Linked DNA regions of Mus musculus: region 2 is linked to region 1. The links are chromatin contacts, called in public promoter capture Hi-C maps. All regions are on one chromosome and are shown on one strand. Each heading gives the region's core, a stretch centred on a gene start, on an enhancer-like site or on the middle of the called end of the contact. The rest is flanking DNA. Distances are from core to core; before and after follow the strand shown.

The links. Promoter capture Hi-C pulls out the DNA fragments that hold promoters and counts their contacts.
Region 2: a promoter capture Hi-C map of pre-B cells shows a contact between it and region 1, with 2.5 times the contacts expected there. The contact joins the promoter of 1700108I11Rik here to the promoter of Lck in region 1. A contact is called at or near these places in 1 of 39 promoter capture datasets (pre-B cells) and 1 of 115 datasets of contacts at active chromatin or transcription factors (effector CD8 T cells).

The regions. Positions count from the first base shown.
Region 1 is chr4:129,571,474-129,575,493 of GRCm38.p6, forward strand. Lck (lymphocyte protein tyrosine kinase) reads right to left here and starts at 2,168. Exons shown (of 13, transcript NM_001162433.1): 1 at 2,042-2,168.
Region 2 is chr4:129,851,501-129,855,520 of GRCm38.p6, forward strand. It overlaps 1700108I11Rik (a long non-coding RNA gene), which reads right to left and starts at 1,731. Exons shown (of 2, transcript XR_868199.3): 1 at 1,631-1,731; 2 at 1,003-1,200.

The DNA.
Region 1 (4,020 bases), core at 918-3,417:
ACATATGTTTTCCTATGGTATATGAGAAGCTCTGAACAGGGAAGGTATGCTTGCGAGTGTGTCTGGACTTTTTCTAAGATGAAGTCCAGCTATGTAGCCCACGTTGGGCTCAAACTCTCCATGCTCCTGCCTCATTGTTCTGAGCGCCAGACAATACAAAATGGAGCCTGGCTGAGAATCCGGCTCTTAGGATAGATCCCTTCTCTCAGATCAGAATCTGGCCTTTCCGAGAGTTTCACACCCGACCATATACAGGAAACAAGCTCATTTGCAAAACCATACCACCACAAGCGTGAGGGATTGGGTGGTTCACCATGGTGACAAAGCCCCGAATAGGTGTAATTTTTGGGTGTGAACCAACACTCTGCAGGGAGAGGAAGTACCTAGCTTCCCTTAAGCACCTACTGTGTGTCAATACTATCCAGGGCACATTATCATTATTATCCCTTTGATTTTGCCAGGCATTTTGGAAGCAAGAGCTTTGTTATTGTGTCTTTATAAACAGACTGAAATATGGGGCGGACAAACCACTCACTCAGACAGTGAATTCTTCCTGGGCCTTTCTCTGATGCTGAAAAGTGTGTGTGTGTGTGTGTGTGTGTGTGTGTGTGTGTGTGTGTGTTTACACTATACCACACCTGGGCTCTTGCACCTTTGACTTTATTCTGAGGTCTCTGCCTCTGTGGTCCCGGAGAGCAGCACAGGGGGTGGGGACCTTAGTTTTCTGTCCTAAGCACCTTCCAGAATGAGCCTTGTTCAGGAAGCTTCTAGATTCCCTTGAAGGAAACTTCTCCCTCGTCTGATCTCAACCCATTCTCTGACTTTGTCCTCTGGGCTCTTTTGAGAAGAGCCACCATCCTGAGCTCCAAGAACAAGCAACCCTGTTGGATTCCTCTCCCAGTCAGCACAGGGCCAGCCTAGAGGACTGCAGTTCAAGGACAGATGAAACACCGGAAGAGCCAGTGTGTTTCCTGCCCCTGTAAGGAGGCAAGGTCTTGGAAGAGGCCAGCATATGCTGACAAGATGGAAAATCTGTGACATAAACATCTACGGTGAGGCAAGGGAAACCTGGACAGTCAGTGGAGGAAGAGACCGTCCTCCAGAGTTTAGAGTTTGACTGAACGAATGGGTGGTGGCTGGTGACAAGATTCTGGGCCTCTATCCTTTAGGGTCTGAAGGAAGAATCATGAAGGCCGACATGAACACACAAATACAGCTGAGTTAAGACAGGATGGGGACAAGGGCAAAGGCAAGAACATCCTGTCCTGACACTTGGCAGGACAGGAGCGGTGACTTTCCAGAGGGAAGTTCAGAAGTTCTTGCCCTGCTCCAGCTATACCCAGTTCAGGATAAAAATAGTCTTTCCTCTTCCCTTCTCCCATCTCGTTCACTACCAACTTCCCCGGGGAACACACATCCATTCTGGATAAACGCCCTACACATATCTATCTGCTTCCTTACTGACTCCTCTGTGTTTCAGGATGCTGGTTGCTAAGGCTGCCGTCGATTCTCATATGTCCACCTGGATCCCATGGGTTACTCTTTCATCTGTTTCTGCCACTTGGGTCTGCCTTAGGGACCTGGGGACTGATTCCTGGGGCCCTGCCCTCAGGACGGTCCATCTCATCACCCTGTGTGCCACAGGCATAGAAGGAGCCCAGGTCAAGCCTACACCCCCACGCAAGGTCCTGCTTTGCCGCGGACCATCGTGAGGAGGTATGGGTTAAGACAGGGTCACAGCCACCTTTGGACCTCAGAAACCTCATCCTCTGAGCTCAAGGAACTGGACAGGTGGCTGCTGGTGGCCTTCTTAACACTTGACATCATGTGCTGGCTCTCCCAGGAGTGTGCTCCTCCTAAGGTGGGAAATGATGGACAGCAGATGGCAGAGGCAAGAGCCACCAGCTCAGACAACCTCCAGGAAGGCATTTCTGAAAGGTTTCTGTACACCTAAGGAGCCTAGGCCTCCACAGACGCAGTGTTCTGCTGTCTGGTTCCCACCATTGCCCCCTTCTACACTGTTGTTCCCAGTACCCCTTACCTGCCCAGCCTGGGAGCCTTCTGGCCTATTCACATGATGCTCCTAGCCTGGCTTGGCTGCCTGGACCCGGTGTCAGCTCCCCTCGCCGTCGTAGTCACCACCTGTCTCCTCGCGCCCACGTTCCACCCTGACTTCCTGTCTCCTGAGGGCTCTGCAGCCAACCCAGCCCCAGCAACCCAACCACAAGCCTCCAGCACCTCAGGCTTCCTGCTGCCATAGACCTAGACCCCCTCAGCCTCTTGGGTCCCATACATCTCTAGGCCAGCTTCTACTCATACTGAGGGAGGCACTTAGGGAGGAAGGCTGTGTGTGATGGCATAGGTCCATATTCCCAGCGTTCTGGAGGTGAAGACAGGAATGGCTACATACAGAGTTCCAGACCAGCCTAGACCCCTCAAGTCCAATCATCATCATCATCGTCGTCGTCGTCATCAACCAATGAGAGGATTTTTTTTTAACGCAGGGACTCACCGTGTTGCCCTGACTGTTATGGAATTTGCTATGTTGCCTTGAACTCACAGAGATTCACTTGCCTCTTCCTCCCCTTGAAGGTCACTAAACATGGTGGGGAAGGCTGTTTGATGGAGCACTCCTCCTACCCTCCAAGATACTCCTGGGTAAGAGAAGAGAGCCTTTGCCCCCGTGAGCAGAACACAGCAGCTACAGTTTAGCTCACAGGGAAGGAAATGGCGCTGCACTCAACTCCAGCCGTGCTATGTAAGAACTGGGTGGCCTTTAATTTAGCCGGACAGCCAAAGGCATCTCTTGTTCAGAGTTGAACCTGGACAGCATCTATCTCTGTTAGATAGTTGGTGACAAGGTTATATGTACTATAGTAAAAACAGCAGCCACATTCACTGGCAGAGCCGTATCCATGTCATCCTGTGCCTAAGGATCGACTGTTGACAGTCTGTTTCAGGAGGAAGACAAGAAAACCTCATGTCTTAAGGCCCTAGTGACAGGCTGGGGCATGGTGGCATAAGGCTTTAATCCCAGCATTCCGGAGGCAGAGGCTGGCAGATCTCTGCAAGTTTCAGGCCAGACTAACTTATGCAGTAAGTTCCAGGACAGCCAGAGCTACATAAAGAGACCCTGTTTCGATAGATAGATAGATAGATAGATAGATAGATAGATAGATAGATAGATAGATAGATGATAGGTAGATGGATAGATAGGTAGATACACACATACATACATACATACACACATACACACATACATACATACACACATACATACATACACACATATATGCATACAGAGATACATAGATACATAGATGATAGAGATAGATACATAGATACATAGATAGATACATAGATACATAGGTAGATAGATACATACAAACATAGATACATACAGAGATACATAGATAGATACATAGATGATAGAGACAGATAGAAGATAGATAGATAGATAGATAGATAGATCGATAGATAGATAGATAGTAGATATAGATAGATAGTAGATAGATAATAGATAGATAGATAGATAGATAGATAGATAGATAGATAGATAGATAGATAGAATAACAGGCAGGGGACAGGACAGCACAGCAGAATGGTAATTCAAGTAGAGGCAAGGCCACACCCCTAATGGAGCGCATAGCCATAACCACGAGTTGCCTCCGGTAGAGGACCGAGCAAGCATACTGCACAGGTATCTGTGGCGGGCAGAGACATTCTGACATCAGCAGGAGTTTAAGAACTCCACAACAAGCTGCCAGCAGGCAAAAATGAGGATTGTGTCCCTCACAGGCAGAGGGCCAGGCCACCAGTGATGTGAGGAACCCCAAATGGCCCCTATCAGGGCCAAGAATGGGTCCTGACCTCACTGGAAAGAAAGTGTAAATGTGTCACCTCTTGAGCTACGCTGAGTGAGCAGGCAGGGGGAGGGGAGCCCACAGAGCATTGTTGGGGTTTGTGAGGTAGGAGCTGAAGCTGTGTGCACCTCAGCTGCAGAGGGAAGGGGGAACAGGA
Region 2 (4,020 bases), core at 481-2,980, 280 kb after region 1:
TGTCAACCTTAGTGCTCTTTCCAACTTGCCACATCTGCCTCATTTAGCTCTTTTTCTTTGGGGGTTCTTACTTCTTTAATGCCTTCCTTACTTTAGTTCTAATTGGTTTTTAAACCCAGAAACAAGGAACCTGGAAAACAGCTCAGCGGGTAAAAAGGCTGAGCTCATCCCTGGAGCCCGTGCTTGAGAGAGAGAGCTGGATGCTACGGATAGTTGTCATCCCAGCACTCCTGAGGAGAGAGAGCGAGCAGAGCCAGCTTGTGATAGTGCTGGATGGTCTCAACAATGACAGCTGAAAGCTGTCCTCTCACTGTCACAGTGTGCCCTGGCCAGTGTGTCCCAGCGCTCACACCAAAGCTTTGAAAGAAGCTTGCCAGGTTACACCTTACCCAGCCATCTCTGGTGGGCACGCAATGCCACTGTCTTAGTTACTACTACCAACATACCCAGTGTAAAGGGTCCCATTCTATAGTATTTCTAAGATTTAGAAAAGAAAAATTTGATGTGTGTGTGCCACATGTGTGCAGGTATCCATGGAAACCAAGAGACAGAATTGGATCCCCTGGAACTACTGCTGAAGAAACGTGGGCCCTCTGCAGAACCTGCAAAAGCACTCACACCGCCAACCAACTCTCCAGCCACCTCCCTTTTATTTTTTTAATTTTAAGGCAAGCATTTCCATCTTCTTAAATCTCATCCCTTATTTGATTAAAGGTTCAAATTTAAGTGCCTTTTTCTGATACCCTTTTCATTAACTTTTCTACATAATTCCCACCAACTTATAAACATACTATTTATTGCATGATAAGAGTCAGAGCTGAGGCTGGCAAGATGGCTCAGTGGTTAAGAGCGCCGACTGCTCTTTCGAAGGTCCAGAGTTCAAATCTCAGCAACCACGTGGTGGCTCACAACTATCCGTAACGAAATCTGATGCCCTCTTTTGGAGTGTCTGAAGACAGCTACAGTGTACTTACATATAATAAATCTTTAAAAAAAAAAAGCTGGAGTTGGTGGTATAAACCTTTAATCTTGGCATTATTTGGATAGCAGAGGTCGGAAGATCACTTGAGTTTAAGACCACCCTGGTCTGTGAAGTGAGTTCCAAGGTAGCCATGGCTTTGTAGAGAGAACCTGTCTTTATTTGGTTTGAGGAGTTGGCAAGATGGCCACCATGCCTGAGTTTGATCCTTGGAGCCTGTGCTGTAACACACAAGTGTGTACACATACAAAAGACAAATCGTTTTGATTTCACATCTACCTTGTTCTGACACAGAAACACACCCTGTACTGGGAATTGAACACTACAGTTAAATTTCTCTTTAATTTACAGTAAAACTAAACTTACATTCTCCTTTGAGTCTGTTCCAGCATAGATTGTTTTGTGGTTTGGGTTTTTTATTTTTGAAACAGGGTCTCTATAGGCTGGTCTATAACTTCTTATGTAGACCAGACGTCTTATTTGGGATTTTTATCCTCCGGCCCCTTTTAAGTGCTGGATTTCAGGCATGCACTGCCCTCTCTGTCTCCCAGTGAGAATTTTTATTTCATTGGGATTACTCCTATAAAGACCACCAGAAGTTCTGTTGCACTTAGTTTAGTGGTGGGTTCTCCTAGTGTTGGATTTGTCTACCTGGTGGGATTGATGCCACTGAAGTCTTCATTGAGCTGGGCAGTTGTGCTGCATGCCTTTCATCCCAGCACCCAGAAGACACAGGCAGGCAGCAGATCTCTTCGAGTTTGAGAACAGCCTGGTTTACAACAGCCAGGGCCTCAACACAGAAACAAACAAGCATTGTGACTTAATAATGGTTCCTCAGATGCGTGCAGCTAAAGTTCCTGGGCCTGACATGATGAGTGGGCTTCATGTGAATAGCAGTGCTGAAATAGGCATTTCCTAGGTGAACTGGCAGACTGATGGAAGTTCTTCAGAGAGCCTTTCCTGGGTTTAATGTTGCTGGCTTCGCAGATGGATGAAGGGCGGGCCCCCAAGCTAGCACTGTAGGTAGTATGGGGGACCCACAGAAGGCAAGGAAAGATTCCCCACAGCCAAGAAGGAACAGGTGCCGCAACACCTGGGTCTTATCTCCATGTGGATCTAAGGCACTACGGCCTGGGAACATCTGCCCTGGTGATAATATTGGGATTACAGGTGTGTGCCAGCACACTTTGCCCCCCCCCCCCCAATGTGGTCTCCCTCTGTAGCTTGCTCTACTTTGTAGGCAAGGCTAGCCTTGAACTCACAGAGATCCACCTGTTTCTGCCTCCCGAATGTTAGGATTAATGGTGTGTGCCATCACATCTGGCTTTAAACCTTAATTTTTAAAATTACATTTAATTTGTGTATGTGTTTGTGGGTACCCCACAGCATTTGTGTGGAGGTTAGAGAACAGCTTGCAGGAATTGGTTCCTCCACTTTTGAGTCCCAGGAAGTGAGGTTGGATTGTAGGCTGATGCCAAGCCACTCTATCTGCTGAACCATCTTGCCAGCTTTTTATTTTTTATTTTTATTATACATAAGTTACACTGTAGTTGACTTCAGATGCACCAGAAGAGGGCATCAGATCTCTTTATGGGTGGTTGCTAGCATTCGAACTCAGGACCTTCAGAAGAGTGCTCTTACCCGCTGAGTCATCTCACCAGCCCATCTTGGCAGCTCTTAAGTTTTCCTTTTTTTTTTTTTCTAGTTACGTAACCAAAAGAAAACAAAAACCTAGGTTGGCCTAGGACTCCCAGTGGTCCTGTCTCTCCACACCCAGCTGTGGGGCTCATGGTGGCACACACTTGTAGCTAGCATTTGGATGGCTGAGGCAGGAGGACCTAGGCTACATAGGGAGTCCATGTATCAAAACCCCAAGGGATTAAACACAGCTTGTTGAGTGCTGTGACAACCTCCTGTGAGTGAGTGCGGTGTGCCTGCTACGTGTTTACCCACTATCCTAGCCACTGAGGATACCAGGGGAGGGAACATGACAAACTGGCAAGAAATTATTAAGGGGTAGGAGAAGAACATTTCTTTTCAGTTAAACATCAGTGCAATAAGAGAACGTGAGGAAGAGCATAGGAATTAGTGATTAATACAGTCAGACGGAATGGCCATGAGACCGAGGAAGATGAAGGAACCCGCTATATGCTGAGATATATGAAGATGGTACCAGTATTTCCCAAGGAGTTTGTGTAAACTTGAAAAACTGCTTGGTGTGGGTTGGCACAGCAGTGCAGATCCTGAATATGGTAAGGAAGGCAAGCAAATTTAGTGAGGTTGGGAAGGTAGGTTGGTGATGCTAAGGCAGGGATCTCAGTAAATGGGCAGTGTACTCTCACAGGGACAGCCTTAGCCATGTGCTTTGTTCAAGAGATCAATGTCTCAGCACCAGCAATATCTTGTTTCGTCTTTGAGACAAGGTCTTACATCTAGCCCAGGCTGGCTTTGAACTGGCTAAGAATAGTTGAGGATGACCTTGAATCCCTGATCTTCCTGCCACCGCCTCCTGAGTGCTGGGGGTGGTGGTGACACGTTTGTACCACTAGTTTTTGAGACAGGATTATGCCTACTTTGGCCTGGAATTCCCACCACCTGCCTCAGCCTCCAGAGTGCTGGGATCACAGCATCAGAATGACACCCAGCCCACACAAGTCATCTGAGTCAGAGCCTCTAACTGTAGATTGCCGCTTTCTGCAGAGCAGAGGCACGGAAGGTCAGTCAGTGATCAGCCGTTGCAAGATCAGGTCTTTGTGCAAAAGGTTATGTAAGAGTCCTCTTGAGTTAGAGGCTGTGTGTTTAAAGGGTGACTGACTCGTACTGTGCATGTGGGATGTGTCATCCGAGTGGAGGAGAATGAACAAGAAAAGGTAGAAGCTGAGGAATCCTAATGGCTAGTGATGGGCTGCCGTGGCGCAGGACAGAAGTTTCAGGCCTTAAGGAAGGGAGCGAGAGATGACTAAGACAGACTTCCTTCTGCACCATTGTGCAGATCAGTGTGAAAGGTCAGCAGTATATTCTCAGTCAGCAGTTCAAGGAGA